Linked DNA regions of Sus scrofa: region 2 is linked to region 1. A link is a contact called in public HiChIP or PLAC-seq data. All regions are on one chromosome and are shown on one strand. The core of a region is the stretch at or near the end of the contact, and the rest is flanking DNA. Distances in the headings are between cores, read along the strand shown. Region 1 overlaps TET2 (methylcytosine dioxygenase TET2). Region 2 has its middle 160 kb from the start of TET2.

Region 1 (7,854 bases), core at 3,702-6,201:
TGCTGAGCCATGACAGGAACTTCATATATCTGGTAAGTTCTAATATCCAGAATAAAGAACTCTTACAACTCAAAAACAACACAACTTACAAGATTTAAGTATGGATTTCTTCCAAGAAGATACACAAATAGCCAATAGCACATGAAATAATGCCTAACGTCACCACTCATTAGGGAAATGCCAATCAAAACCATGAGATACCCATTGGAAGGGCTATAATAAAAAAAGACAGACCGTAACTCATTTTGGTGAGAATGTGGAGACATTGGAATCTCCATATTCTGCTGATAGGAATGAAAAATAGAAGAGCTGCTTTGGAAAACAATTTGGCAGTTCCTCAAAAAGTTACAAAGTTACCATGTGACCAACAAGGTCATTCCTAGATATATACCCAAGAGAATTGAAAACAATATCCATATAAAAACTTGTACACAGGCATTTATGTAGCATTATTCATTATAACCAAAAAGTGGAAATAACCCAAATGTCCATGAACTGATGAATAGAGAAAATGTGGTACCTATACACGATGGAATATCATTCAGCCATAAAAAGGAATAAAGTACTGATTAATGTTATGACATGGATGAACTTTTTTGTCCCCCTTGGTCTTTTTAGGGCCACACTCACAGCATATGGAAGTTCCCAGGCTAAGGGTCAAATCAGAGCTGTAGCTGCCGGCCTACGCCATAGCCACAGCAATGTGGGAACTGAGCCGTGTCTGCGACCTACCTCACAGCTAATGGCAACACCAGATCTCCAACCCACTGAGCAAGGCTAGGGATTGAACCCGTGTCCTTATGGGTCCCAATCATGTTTGTTACCACTGAGCCACAACAGGAACTCAGACATGGAAGAACTTTAAGATATTATGCTGAGTGATAGAAGTCAGACAGAAAGGTCAAATACATGATTCTGTTAAAATGAAATGCTCAGAAGCCAATCTATAGAGATGGAAAGTTGATTAGTGGTTGCCATTTAGGTGGGAGGAGAATGGGAAGTGACTGCCTAATGGCCAAGCGGTTTCCTTTTGGGAGTGATGAAAGTGTTGCATAACTTTGTGAATATACTAATCCATTGTGTTGTACACTTTAAAAGGTTGAATTATATGGTATGTGAATTATACCTAAATTAAAACAATCCCTACAAAACACACTGACTTCAAAGTGATTTCCTATATGAAGTAGCTACTAAAAGGCACTTTTACTTCTATAGAGACCTTTTAAATATTGTTAGAATTTTCACATTGCAGCCTCATTTTAACATGGGTCAAAACTTGGCTAATGTTTAAAAAACAAATCAGAAAAATATTCACCTATAAAACATTTTTTAAAAACACTCTCAACCTCTGAGTTACCATTTGTACTTTAACTGTAAAAACGAATGAAATTTAAACTAAAAATTAGATCAGCTCTTCAAACTTATGCAAGTATAGAAAGACTAGCAAACTAATTTAAATGAATATAACACATTTATACATCATTAAAAAAGAAGAAAATTATCACTTTGCAAACTGTCAAAATAATGGAAACAGTAATCTCAATGGATATGCTAAACCATTAGATAAAAGCTTTCTAGGAAAACTTTATGATGAATGGATCAAGTTAACAATTCTTGAACTGAATACTCTAAACATCAGTATAAACGGAACAAAGTAGGTATTATGTCCCTCCCAATAAGTATAAAGAACTAAGACGATTTCATTACCACTTAAAAGGCATTCTTCCAATATATATACATACATGTGCACCTACATATTTAAATTTCTAGCTACCAGTGTTCAGAAGAAAATGGTAATAGAGGAATAGGTTAAATAAGTGTGCATAGCCAATCCAGAATGTGGGAAATTTTACATACCAAATCATACAGTATCTTTAACAAATAAATTCATTTTAAAAAGATGGGGAAACAATTATCAATAAAAAGAGGCTTATGTCCTCAGAAAACTAAAAATAGGACTACCATATGATCCAGCAATCCTACTCCTGGGTTTATATCCAGACAAAACTATAATTCGAAATGACAGATGCACCGTTATGTTCATAGCAGCACTATTCACAATAGCCAAGACTTGGAAACAACCTAAATGTCCACTGATAGAGGAATGGATGAAGAAGATGTGGTACTTATATGCAATGGAATGCTACTCAGACATTAAAAAAAATAACAAAAAATGCCATTTGCAGCAACGTGGATGTACCTAGAGATTATCATACTAAGTAAGTCAGAAAGAGAAAGACAAATACCAGATGATATCACTTATATGTGGAATCTAAAATATAGCACAAATGAACCTACCTACAAAACAGAAACAGACTTACAGACATAGAGAACAGCCTTGTGGTTGCCAAGGGGGAGAGGGAGGGAGTGGGATAGATTGGGAATTGGGGGTTAGTAGATGTAAATTTGTAAACTATCACATTTAGAAGGATAAACAATAAAGTCCTATTGTATAGCACAAGGAACTATATCCAATCTCCTGGAACAGACCATGATGGAAAATAATATAAAAAAAGAATGTATATATGTATGTATGTGTGTGTGTGTGTGTGTGTGTATTTATGAGACTAACTCACTTTTCTGTATAGCAGAAATTGGCACATTATAAATCAACTATACTTTAGAAAGTAAAAAAAATAAAAAGAGGCTTGTGAATCATTATCTTCCAAATGGGGACACTTTTGATAACAGAAAAAAGTTCTATCAATAATTATGCCAGGGAGCCCTCCTATACTGTTGGTGGGGATGTAAACTGGTACAACCACTATGGAAAACAGCATGGAGGTACCTTCAGAAAACTAAATATAGAACTATCATATAATCCAGCAATCTTACTCCTGAGCATATATCCAAAGCATTCGTTGAAAAAGATATATGTGCCCCTATGTTCACTGCAGCAGTATTCACAATAGCCAAGACATGGAAACGACCTAAATGTTCAATGACAGAGGAATGGATTAAGAAGACGTGGTACATATCTACAATGGAATACTACTCAGCCATAAAAAATATAATGCCATTTGCAGCAACATGGATGGAACTAGAGACTCTCATACTAAGTGAAGTAAGTCAGAAGTAGAGAGACAAACACCACATGCTATTACTTATAACTGGAAACTAATATACGGCACAAATGAACCTATGTACAGAAAAGAAACAAACTCATGAACATGGAGAACAGACTTTTGGTTGCCAAGAGTGAGGGGGAGGGAGTAGGAGGGACAGGGAGTTTGGGGTTAGCAGATGCAAACTATTACATTTGGAATGGATAAGCAATGAAATTCTGCTGCATAGCCCAAGGAACAGTATTTGATCACTTGTGATGGAACGTGATGGAGGATAATGTGGAAAAAAGAATGTATATATATGTTTAACTGGGTTACTTTGCTGTACAGCAGCAATTGACAGAACATTGTAAGTCAACTATAACAAAAAATTAAAAAAAATAAAACAGAAAAAAAATTATGCTGGACAATAGGCATGAGCTAGGACCTACTCAAAGCTTCTTCTCAAAAGCATCAATCAAATGCAAGGAATGGACTTTCTTTTTCTCAATATCTTCATATATACACATATAGGGTAGAGAATTTGACCATGGTCTGAACATTAAATGATATTACAGAAACACTGTCGATTTTGAGATGATTGATAACACTGTGATTAGGTTTTCTTAAAAAAAAAAAAAAGTCCTTTATCTATTATTAGAGATACACACGGAAGTGAACAAAGGTGAGGTGATAAGTTATCTGCTTTAAAACACTGGTGGGAGTGGGTGTAGGTCGTGAGGGAGGGAGATGGAAAGTTGGTAATGGGCCCAGGGGAATTCATTATACTCACTCCTCCATTTATGTATATTTGAAACTTTTTATAATAGAATGTTTCTTTAAAAGTTTAATATCACCAGCATGGCAGGGGTATTTCTGGCTTCGACTTTTCCTATAATGACAGATACACTCCCACAACTCTGACTTGCCAAAAAGTATTGGTGAGACTTAGTCATAAAATGGAAATCTCAAAGGGAAATCTTTAAAGGGAAAACAGCTGGCTTGGCTCAAAGGAAATGTAAAATCCACTTTTGACTTTCCCACTGCAAGATGCTCTCAGAGTTCTTTTCTGGCCTCACAGTGGGTGGTTATGATGCATGTGGGCACTGGGATTTATAGTAACGCAGTCATGAGGGTCACACCACTTTGAACATTGAACTGAGTCAGCAGACCCAATGTGAGATTATCTTCCACTCTTGGCCCCAAAATCATAATTTTAACTTTTGCCAGACATAAAATTTATTTTATGGGAGAGAAGAAACTTCAAAAGCTGTATCTGAGTGAAGGAAGTCTCTCTTGCCATTGGTTAAATGTCTCTCTGAATCAGGTATCTCAAGAGTATTTTTTATTTCTCTTTTTGGAGAACTGCTCTAGGTATGAGTAGCCCAAGGCAAAAACTTCTTCTAAATAATTACTCTTCACCTTGAAATTCTAGACAAAGCAAAAATATAAAGGTTGACTTTTAAAGCGTCTTAATATTGAAGCACATCTTTTAATAGTTTTGTATTTGCTTCTTATTTACATCAGTTAAAAAATTTTTTTTGTTAGACCCTGGTCCAATCATTATTAGTGGTTTTCAAATGTAAAATAATGTACTTTGGGAGAGTTCTCAACAAAGAATTTCTGTCTATATGTCAGATTCTATTTCAGACAATGGCATTTATAGGAATCAAAGAAAAGCCTTCAAGGGAAAAAAATATCAGAGATGTATAATATTAATAATAATTAAATCAATTACAAAGAATGTACAATATACTGCATGTAACTTCAATAAATTTAAATTTAAACACATTTAAATAAAACAACAGCTGTCATCCTCACTTAAGTTCTTTAGTGGTTTAAAAGTTCTAGCCATCAAGTCTAAGGGGAAGTCTGCTTTACAAAAACAAGGCAGTGTCACTTAACTCCTAAGAAAAATGCTGCCACTGAATCAGCTCAGGGTGACTTAACTTTCATTTTCTTTCTGATTAAAGGCACATAAATACACTTTTTTTTTTTTTAAAGAAGAAACTACTTTATACCTAAAGCAGTCAGTCATAAGTTTGAGTCCTGTCTTATGAATCAGCAACTTCTCCCTCCAACATATTGTTTTGTAAAGTGGATTTATGGCACTAAGGTTACATGCTCAAAGTAACCTATCATGGAAAGCCAAGTCACACTTTCATACAGGAAAAGTACCTTTCTTAAACAGATTATTTAAAGTTGACTTGCAACTCCCTCTCCCACCTCCCAGTAACTGAGATGGAGAACCTATGTTAACAAATAGTAAAACCATACCAGTTAGAGTAATAATCAGCAATTGAACAAATTTGGTTAGCAGTGGGTTCTTAGAATGAGTAGCATAACAAGTCCATAAGCTCAGAAACTACTTTGTAGTTTGGTGGATGCAGAAGAAAGGAGACTAAAGGAAGAAGTGCAAAATTAAAATTATTTTGGTACTGACCGTGAGTAAAACAGCTATATAGGGTTTCACTGTAACACTGACTATTCCTATAGTCTTTTAATTATATTTAAAAAGTTAAGCTTTTTCCAAGTGAATAAACTGCCTGCAAGTGGATGAGGTAAAAAACCAAAAACAAACCCAAAAAACAAAAACAAAAACAAACCATACCAGCACTTGGATACATTAAAACCCTTGCTCTCCTATTCCAAAGTTTTATATTCCAGGAAAATGATGCCTATCCATAGCAACTAATTTCTTGATTATTCAATGGAAGTAATGTTGATTATTACAATGGAAATAACAAACTAGATTGAAATGAAGTCAAAATAAGTTTGTTTCTACAGCGCTTCTACAGGCCTTGTGTTTTTATGTTTGCTACATATACAGTAAAGTCCTGGACCTGGGAATCCTAAAGTTTCTCACCAAACTTATTTTCTGTTTCAGATACTGCAACATAGAAGTGGTGTCAATACTTCCTAAATGTGGTGGCCAGGCACACAAAAGAGCTGTCATTTACAGTAAGCAGACATGCAAATAATTCCAAGTGCATATAGTAAGGTTGAGTTTGTGGGTACAAATACTCAAATTTCCAGTAAGCTACTTCAAACTAATAGCTACACTCTCTGAAGGTACAAAATATCAGTAAATGAAATCACCCCAAATTATCCACATTAGGAAAAACAAGTTCCTATCACATGACTGTGAAGCGGACATTTTGATCCCTATTTGAAACAAGTAAAAACGCAGGTTTAACTGTGCCCTCAAACCTAGCACGGAAAGAGAGGAGAGGCCAGGCTTTACTTACTCTTCATTCAGGGCACACCGACGATTGGTGAGCGTGCCATATTTCCTCAGTGTTTCGGTGAGCTCGGAGTACAGTTTGTCAGCCAGAGGCAGGGGGATTCCTTCCCACACCAGGATGAGAATCACAATCACTGCAGCCTCACATGTGTGGCCAGCTCGCTCCCGCACCAAACACAGTAACTTCTCCTCGCTGCCGCTTCTGCGAACCACCTGTTCGGGTCACCATTCCACCCCAACACCCCCCACCCCAACCAAAACAAAACAAGGGTCACTTGCAGCAGGTGAGAGCACTGATTGATGTCTGCCTATTTTCTCATGTCTGGGTCACAATTAGGGCCACATTTCCCAGCACCTGCAACTTGCCTTTTGCTGCCCATCTCTGAAAGTGGGGGCTTAACCTGCGGTCAGAACCGGGACAGATGCCAAAGTCCTCGGTGTGTAGTAGGCTCTACCCAGCACAGTGGGGCAGTGCCTCTGCATTAGAGCCAGAGTGAGAGGGAAGACAGGCAGGTCTTTAAAGTTCAAGGTCTTCATAAATGACAATATAAAGATTAACTGCAGGTATTTAAAGGATAAAGGACCTCTTCTTCACATGCCAGGCAGTTATACTTTTAGCAGGCATGTGAACAGACCTCTGCCTCACAATTTAATTACAGTTAAATATAGTTTTTACATGATTTTAAACTAATCTGCCTTTTTCTTGAGAGATAACACGTGGTAAAATAAATATAAGCAAGACTTCTTTCAGCCGGCATAAATGACTCTATGACCTGGGTCACCCAATTCTGAGGTTAGATCAATGAATCAAAATGCACAAGACTGAAGACCAAAGACCTTGTCAAGTCACACTTACCCATTTGGCAATAGGACATCCCTGAGAACTTTTGCCTTCTTTACCAGTATAGATGACTCTTTCAATCCTAATAGCTTTACCCTTCTGTCCAAACCTTAAAGAAATCCACAGAAACACACACACACACACACACATATAAAATTAGCAAATGAATCTATGAGGCAACCAAAATATTGAACATTTGAGCATAATTTTATTCTATGACCACATCCTGAGAAATGAATAGTTTACTTAAAAAAAAAAAGATCTAAGCCAAGCAAACTGGATAATAGACTTTAAGCCTTGTATTTCTTTAGTATCAAAATATACTGATAATTGTAACGAACCATTTTGAAATTATATGTTGGGTGAAAATAATGGGAAAGCTTATTTTTATACATAATTTCACAAAGCATGAAATTTTTTAGTTTGTTAAATTCAGTCTTCTTAAGATATGTACTATTTGATTTGTCCTTAACTAAATTTAGCTATTTTAAAACTTGGGGAATCATAGTAGATTTTAGCCAGAACTGTCCCTCTAAGAATCTCTCACATTTTTTTTTAAAAAAAGGCTGGCAAATAACTAGTATCCAGGAATTTTGAGAATATAGGATAATTCTAGAAATAGATTATATATTCCATTATGACCAAGGCACTACTTACTATTTGCTAATAAAAATGGGCACTGAGGGAAATTCACTATTTCTGCCAGGCTACTGGATGATTGTTTA
Region 2 (7,054 bases), core at 4,298-6,797, 260 kb after region 1:
ACTTTAAGCTTGTCTGCCTTCAAATAGTTTAATAGCAACACTGTTTATAAATGAGCCTGCTTATTTTAGGTGATTGGTTATAGGAATAATGCATACCATCTCCATCATCTAGGTTTCATTTAGCAGGACTGAATTGTGTGTGTGTGTGTGTGTGTGTGTGTGTGTGTGTGTGATGGGATTAACATTTGGAGGCTCTGCTAGTTACCTAAAGGCAAGCCTTCCGTGGCTTCCAGAGCCCATAGAACTCTCTGCTGTCTGAGGGGAGTCAGGCTTGATTTACAGCAGCAGCCAGATTCAAAAAGAAAAACAAACCCCAGATCTAGATTAGTATCTACTAATGTTGTGTTTGAGGAGCTAGTTGAAAAGGATGTGTGTGTGTGTGTGTGTGTGTGTGTGTGTGTGTGTGTGTGTGTTGGCAGTGGGGTTAGCTTTGGCAGTCACAAGTGGTTTCATGTTTTGTTGGGCTTGTTGAATCTCCTCATAGAAAACAACTGTGTCCTGTTTATCATGTTTCTTTAAAAATCTTTTTTTCTCAGTACTACCCAAAATGTATTAACTGTTATTCTTCTATGTGTCAACATGCCTTCTTTCTTTAGTCTAGAAAACAAAGCAGCTTCCTTTCGAATGTAATCCAACTGCTTAAGGGCAATTTTTTTTTTTTTTTTTGGTCATCATTTACCTGGGTAATTACAGATATTTCTGCTGTAATTTATGAAATTATAGGAGGTTTAATTTTTCTTCGTTGTGGGTTTCCATCACAGAAAGTTGTCTGACTAGTTTCAATGCTTTGGTCTCAAATCTCTTGTAACGCATTAATTTTTGACTTTAAATTACAGCCTTGTTGTTTTCCAGCATCGTGAGGAGAGTGGATGGTAAAAGAGTTTAAACTCAAAAAAAGAATGAGAGTCCTTCAGGCTATTCTGATTTTAGTCTAGCTTTCTAGAAGGGTTTTGTTTTTGTTGTGTTTATTTATATATTTATTTAGCCACTGGGATTCAGCCACTTACTAGCAGCTTACCACAGGCCTTAACAAATATGCATTGTGAGAATAAAGGTTAGTCTGTTTCTCCGTGTCCTCCCAATGTGTTAGTTTATAAACAGAAGGTTTAAGCCAAACCCAATGAAAGACATAGTGGTAAATCTTAATCATGCTTCATTTCAGAAATGAGAAAATCTTCAATTATAGTAACCTTGTGTTTTCCTTCTCTGGAGTCATTTAAATGTTTTGTTGCCAGAGCGTCTTTGGCATAAAAGAGGTTAAGAGAAATCATTAGATGGCTTTAAGGAAGTCAGAGTAAAACCGAACATACTATTTTGTTTGTTTGTTTTTCCAGTTTGTTTTATTGTCGGCTGGATGCTTGAACATACTATTTGAAACATAGTCTAAGTGCAAACTGTGCATGCATATGCGTTTAAATTTCCCATTGATTATTTCATGTAAGAGTAATCAGTGTCTTTGGAAATAAGTTTTTTTGAGTGAAATATAGCTTCTTAAGTTCCCATTGTGGTTGAGTGGGTTAAGAACCCCACTAGTATACAATCTTTATTTATTTAATTTGTCTTTTTTTTTAGGGCCGCACCCATGGCATATGGAAGTTCCCTGGCTAGGCATCAAATCGGAGCTGCAGCTGCCCACTTTTGCCACAGCAATGCAGGATCCCAGCTGCATCTGTGACCTACACCACAGCTCACAGCATCGCCAGATCCTTAACCCACTGAGTGAGGCCAGGGATAGAACCTGTGTCCTCATGGGTGCTAGGCCGGTTGGTTAACCACTGAGACACAACGGGAATTCCTTTATCTTCAAAACTGATTCGAAGAATTGCAAGAAGAGGAAGTAAGGAGTTCACATTGTGGCTCAGAAAGTTATGAACTCAACTAGTATCCATGAGGATGCGGGTTTCATCCTTGGCCTCACTCAGTGGGTTAAGGATCCAGCATTGCCATGAACTGAAGTGTGGGTCACAGATATGGTTCAGATCTGGTATTGCTATGGCTGTGGTATAAGCTGGCAGCTGCAGCTCTTATTCAACCCCTAGCCTGGAACTTCCATATGCCATGGGTGTGGCCCCAAAATTAGGAAAAAAAAAGGAAAGAAATACGACTTTCCTGTGGGAAACAAAAGTGAAAAGATTTAAAATCCATACAGGTTTCACCTGGATTCTAACATGACCAGCTAAGATAAAAGGATATAAAATAAAGTTGAAGAACATTTTTTCTTAATTAAAAACAGAGTCTCTCTTTGACACCAACATAAGTGGGGTGTATCTCCAAAGCGACCCTGGGAAAGAGGAGGGCAGTGGTGCTGGTGGTTATTATTATAAATGTTCTCAAGAAGAAATCTTCAGACATACTTGAAATGGGACCAGTCATTTAATAAACAGAAACTGGGAGTTCGCTTTGTGGCTCAGTGGTTAATGAACCTGACTAGGATCCATGAGGATGAGGTTCTATCCCTGGCCTCACTCAGTGGGTTAAGGATCTGGCATTGCCTTGAGCTGTGGTGTAGGTAACAGATGTGGCGAGGATCCTGCGTTGCTGTGGCTGTGGTGTAGGCCATCAGCTATAGCTCCGATTTGACCCCTAGCCTGGGTACTTCCATATGCTGCGAGTGCAGTCCTAAAAAGCAAAAGAAGAAACTATTTACATCCTCCCTGCCTAAACCTTTCCTGCAGGAGATGAGGGGATGTGTAACATTATCAGGATCAACATGTCTTCAAGCAATCTTTGCTCTTAGGGGGTTTTGCCTCTCTCTCTCCTCTGCACATTCTAGTAGCATCTCATCTCTTCCAGTACATTGAAGTAAAATTTTCCATATGACCTCTCTGTGGCCTGAATTTATTAGTATGTTTTCCTTTCTTTAAACCAATAGTATGTTCTTTAATGACTGAACTGACATATGTAAGTGAATATCTAGTTAAGGCAATTCATTATTTTAATAGTTTTAACCTAGTAACATTAATTTAAAAAACCATAATACATGCCCATTTCAGATAACTTGTGAGATAAAAGCATGAAGACATGATGACTGTGCATGGCTACATACGTCTCATTTTTCCAGATTAAACGAAAGGTGGGTCAAGTGTTCATATGCTGATCTAGTTCTCTCTCCCTTAGGGTTCTCTTTCTCCTCATTGTCCTTTAGCTTTTCAGACTCAAGAAGGAAGAGCCCTGGTATTGATTCTATCTTAGTTGTTCTCGCTGCCATTATTTCTGGCTGTACCCTTGTGGCTCCGAAATCTGATTGTCTCTCTCAGGACAACTACCATCTTTTGACACTTGAGGAGAGCTTTGCTCTTATTGCCCTTGCTTCTGGTTTGGGCCCATGAGGCATCTGAGTGTTGATTTCAATCCAGGTTGCCTCTAATCGGAGTCTAAAGCTTACAGTTCTTAGTGGCCATTGCCTTGACTCCCCCAACCCCAGATCAATTTTTTTGAAAGGACTAAAGCCCCCCAAAATTTTGGAATAAGATTGATGTCTGCCTAGTATGATCTACAACTGTGTCCATCTTTCTAACCCTGGGAAATCCATTAACCATTATTAGCCTTCAAAGTATCCATGATTTTCTCAGGTGACCTCATCCTCCATAGGGTACGTGCTGGTATTTGCTTCCAAGAGTTAGCAGGGTGAAAACATTCTGGTATTTGAATAGAAAAGCAAAATATGGAATCATTAAGGTAGCATCTCACGTATCTAAGCAAATAAAATCACCTAATTTCATTCAACCCACTGAGGGATAATAGCCGTCAGAATCACAGAATGAGGCAACAAAAGGGGTATTTTTCTCAGTGAAATCCATGTAACTGGCTCTTCTTGGAGGTGTGCTCTGTGTTGCCCTCATGGAATTATTTAGTTTTAGTCCATTTTCTGTGCACATTAGTGAACCTACCTATCCATCCATCCATCTATCCATCCATAACTTTGTGTCAGGACTGTTTTATCCAAGTGCCCTGGGTTCAGGCATGCAAGACAGTGGGGATAGTCAAATGACCCTCCCTGGCATATCTCTTGGCACACAGAGCATAGATTCTGCCAGAAGAAAGTTGGGCAGCTTTTTTACATAGATGTTACATAGGAACAGAGGGACTTCCTTAGAGCAAACATCAGCCTCAAGATAGTTTATCTTTTAGTTTAAAAGCTATTAAAACCTGCAGGATGGACCAGCATGATGCTGACCAAGTCCAGATGTCAATGAAGTGCAAAGAAATGTTGATGTGCAGTGAGGATACATCAAGAGGATGTGGCTAAGGTACACTAGTGGATGGGAAAACATATCAAGGGAAGGTTGATTCTGGGTCTACAAGTAGCTTGACACTGAACCTTTGGAACTCTATCTACTTTGAAATGGAATTGGGTCTGTGCATGAACCCCAAGAGCTGCAACTTGGGGAGTTCAAGCTGGGTTTGATACAGGGTATCCTCCCTCATACTTAAAAACTCCTTTTCCTGGGCCAAAGTCTGAGCTGGAAGTTCTGGCCAAGAAAAGGTGTAGGTGTCTTGGTGCACACCCATCTCTGTGGGTGACCTTTGCTCCACCAATGGCCATGGTGGTGAGCAGGACCACGGGCCACTCTGGAGGCATCAGGCACAGCTACCAGGTCTCTAGCATTGAATGGCAATATAGAAGTGGGTTCTGGAACAATCAGCATCGAGAGAGGTCATTAGGGGGACCTCCAACCTAAGAAAAAACATTTTGTTTTGGATCTAGGGGCAAGACTAGAACCAACAAGTTTGATCTTTTGGGCAGAATAAGCACTGTGGGAATACTTGGACATACTGGGGGGAAGAATTAAAAAATAGACTGGGAAACTTGAAGTTGTACTTTGAAGTTTTTGTTTTGGTTTTTGGTTTTGTTTTTGGTTTTTATTTTTTGTTTTTGTTTTTGCTTTTTAGGGCCACACTTGTGGCATATGGAAGTTCCCAGGCTAGGAGTCAAATCAGAGCTGCAGCTGCTGGCCTACACCACAGCCACAGTAATGTGGGATCCGAGTCACATCTGCTACCTACTCTATAGCTCATGGCAATGCTAGCTCCTTAACCCAGTGAGCAAGGCCAGGGATCAAACCTGCATCCTCATGGATACTAGTCGGGTTCATAACCTGCTGAGCCACAACAAGAACTTCTGTACTTTCAAATTTTAGTGCAAAGTCACTTTGTATCTCAAGCTGAGGAAGAGGATACCAATTAACATATTCAGATTCATCGGTCATATGCAAAATTTTATATTGTGGGTATTTCCCAAGTCTTTAAAGGTTTTTCAGAATCATGAATTTGGATGACTAAATTGTTCAGTTTCTTCATCTGTAACATGGGGATAAGATATCTGCTTGAAAAGGTGGCTGTGAGGATAAAATAAGATAGTATTTATTAAAGAACCTAAGTAACAATTGGTAGCCAATATGAGGTAGCTATTGTAATGGGCAAGTTAGTACTTCAACTTCTCATTTCAGTAGGATTTAAATTTATACCATTAACACAGTAGTTAAATAAGGCACACACTTTTTGACGGTATTTACTAGTCCTTCCTGTTTTAAAAAAAATGCTCAAGGGAAAAAGAAGAACCGAAAACAAACTCCTCCTATGATACCATCTCGCTCTCTTTCTCTAAATATCATTGCACAATTGTTCGTTTGCAACATGGAACTGGTTTAAAAATAAAATAGAAATGCAACATGTTAAAGCAAATATTCTAAGTAAACACGTCGCTTTTATAATTCTCAGAAGTTCATATAGCTCACACTGCAAAATGGAAAGTTTTACAAGATAAATAATTTTGCTTTTTAAAAATTTAAGTTTGTTTAGTCATACAGTATTACTTTTAAGCTAGATTCCTAAATGTGAAGGCAGAGAATTAAAACAATTATTTGAAAAACAAATCCCTTATGAAAAGGCTATTTGTGGTTCTCAGGACAGAAATGGCCCTTTAGCTTGGCATCTGTGAGCTACCTCATGACATGGAGAGGACTTGTCTTTTATCTTGGGTTTTTTAGTTTTTTAAAAGGACAGTTGAGCTTTTTTTTTTATTTCAGTATTTGAAATACTGAATGGGTCATTGTTGCTGGTTTAGATCTATTAGCATTTGTTTCAAAACTTCAGTTAATATATTTAAAATTCTTATAGAAGTTCTTGGTCAAAAGTCTGGAAAAATGTTAAACAAAAAGAAAAAAAGAAAACCACCCATAATTCCATAGTCTGAGATAACTACTGGATATTTGAGTCTCTAAAATTGTATTTATACCTGTCTTAGTTTGGGCTGCTCTGACAAATTATCATTGACCAGATGGCTTATAAACAACAGAAGTTTATTCCTCACAGTTCTGAGGGCTGGATATTTGAAACCAGAATGCCAATATGGTTGGGTTGTGCTAAGGACCCTCCTCCAGTAATGTCAACTAGTGTTGCTTGGGCTGCTGCCATGGTGTGGGTTTAATCCCTGGCTCAGGAACTTCTGCTTGCTGTGGATGTGGCCAAAATTTTTTTTTCCTAAATTGCTGACATAACATATAATTTTACATTTGTCCTTATTTAATTATCTGTCATTATATTTTCTTATATTTGTCTATTACTAGCCTGTAAAGGTTTCCCACTTGACTATGTCAATGTTAAAGTACACTAAATGCTGGATATGAAAAAAGAATATGCTTAGTTGCTTTCCTACATTTATTGTCAAGACTTTACTTTTCTCAGTCCCTCTTTGTACAGGACCTCACACAACTCCTTAAGTGAAGTAGTCATATTTTAAATTACAAGGAACTGAAAATTCATTTGCCTTGGAAGTTCAAATGGTAGCTGAAATTCATGATTAATGGTCTTTAAAAAGAAGGTTTGGTCTAATTCAAAACTCCATAAGCATATGTCATCTCACATTGTTCCTGCGCCTGTCATCTACAGATCAGGTGGGATTAAAAAAGAATAGATGTAAACAATACAATTCATTGTTCAGTGTCCTGGAATAGTAAACAGAAAGGACCTTGAAAGTGCTAGTCCAAAAACCTAGTTAGTTCACAGAGGAAGAAATTAAAACTTGGTGTCGTGGAAAACCATTAGACTTGAG

The links. HiChIP or PLAC-seq counts read pairs in DNA pulled down with a chosen protein or histone mark.
Region 2: an H3K27ac HiChIP or PLAC-seq map of alveolar macrophages shows a contact between it and region 1. The contact joins two enhancer-like sites. A contact is called at or near these places in 2 of 2 datasets of contacts at active chromatin or transcription factors (alveolar macrophages and skeletal muscle).

What each region holds. Positions count from the first base shown.
Region 1 is chr8:116,447,445-116,455,298 of Sscrofa11.1, forward strand. It overlaps TET2 (methylcytosine dioxygenase TET2), which reads right to left. Exons shown (of 11, transcript XM_013978993.2): 5 at 7,145-7,238; 6 at 6,293-6,501. Among named protein-coding and RNA genes, the nearest start is that of TET2, 96 kb to the right of the region's middle. Within about 2 kb of position 4,952, at least 3 of the 83 cell types and tissues checked have an H3K27ac peak or open chromatin away from gene starts, as enhancers often do. A contact at or near this core is called in alveolar macrophages, where this site is marked.
Region 2 is chr8:116,707,619-116,714,672 of Sscrofa11.1, forward strand. No RefSeq gene overlaps it. Among named protein-coding and RNA genes, the nearest start is that of TET2, 160 kb to the left of the region's middle. Within about 2 kb of position 5,548, at least 2 of the 83 cell types and tissues checked have an H3K27ac peak or open chromatin away from gene starts, as enhancers often do. A contact at or near this core is called in alveolar macrophages, where this site is marked.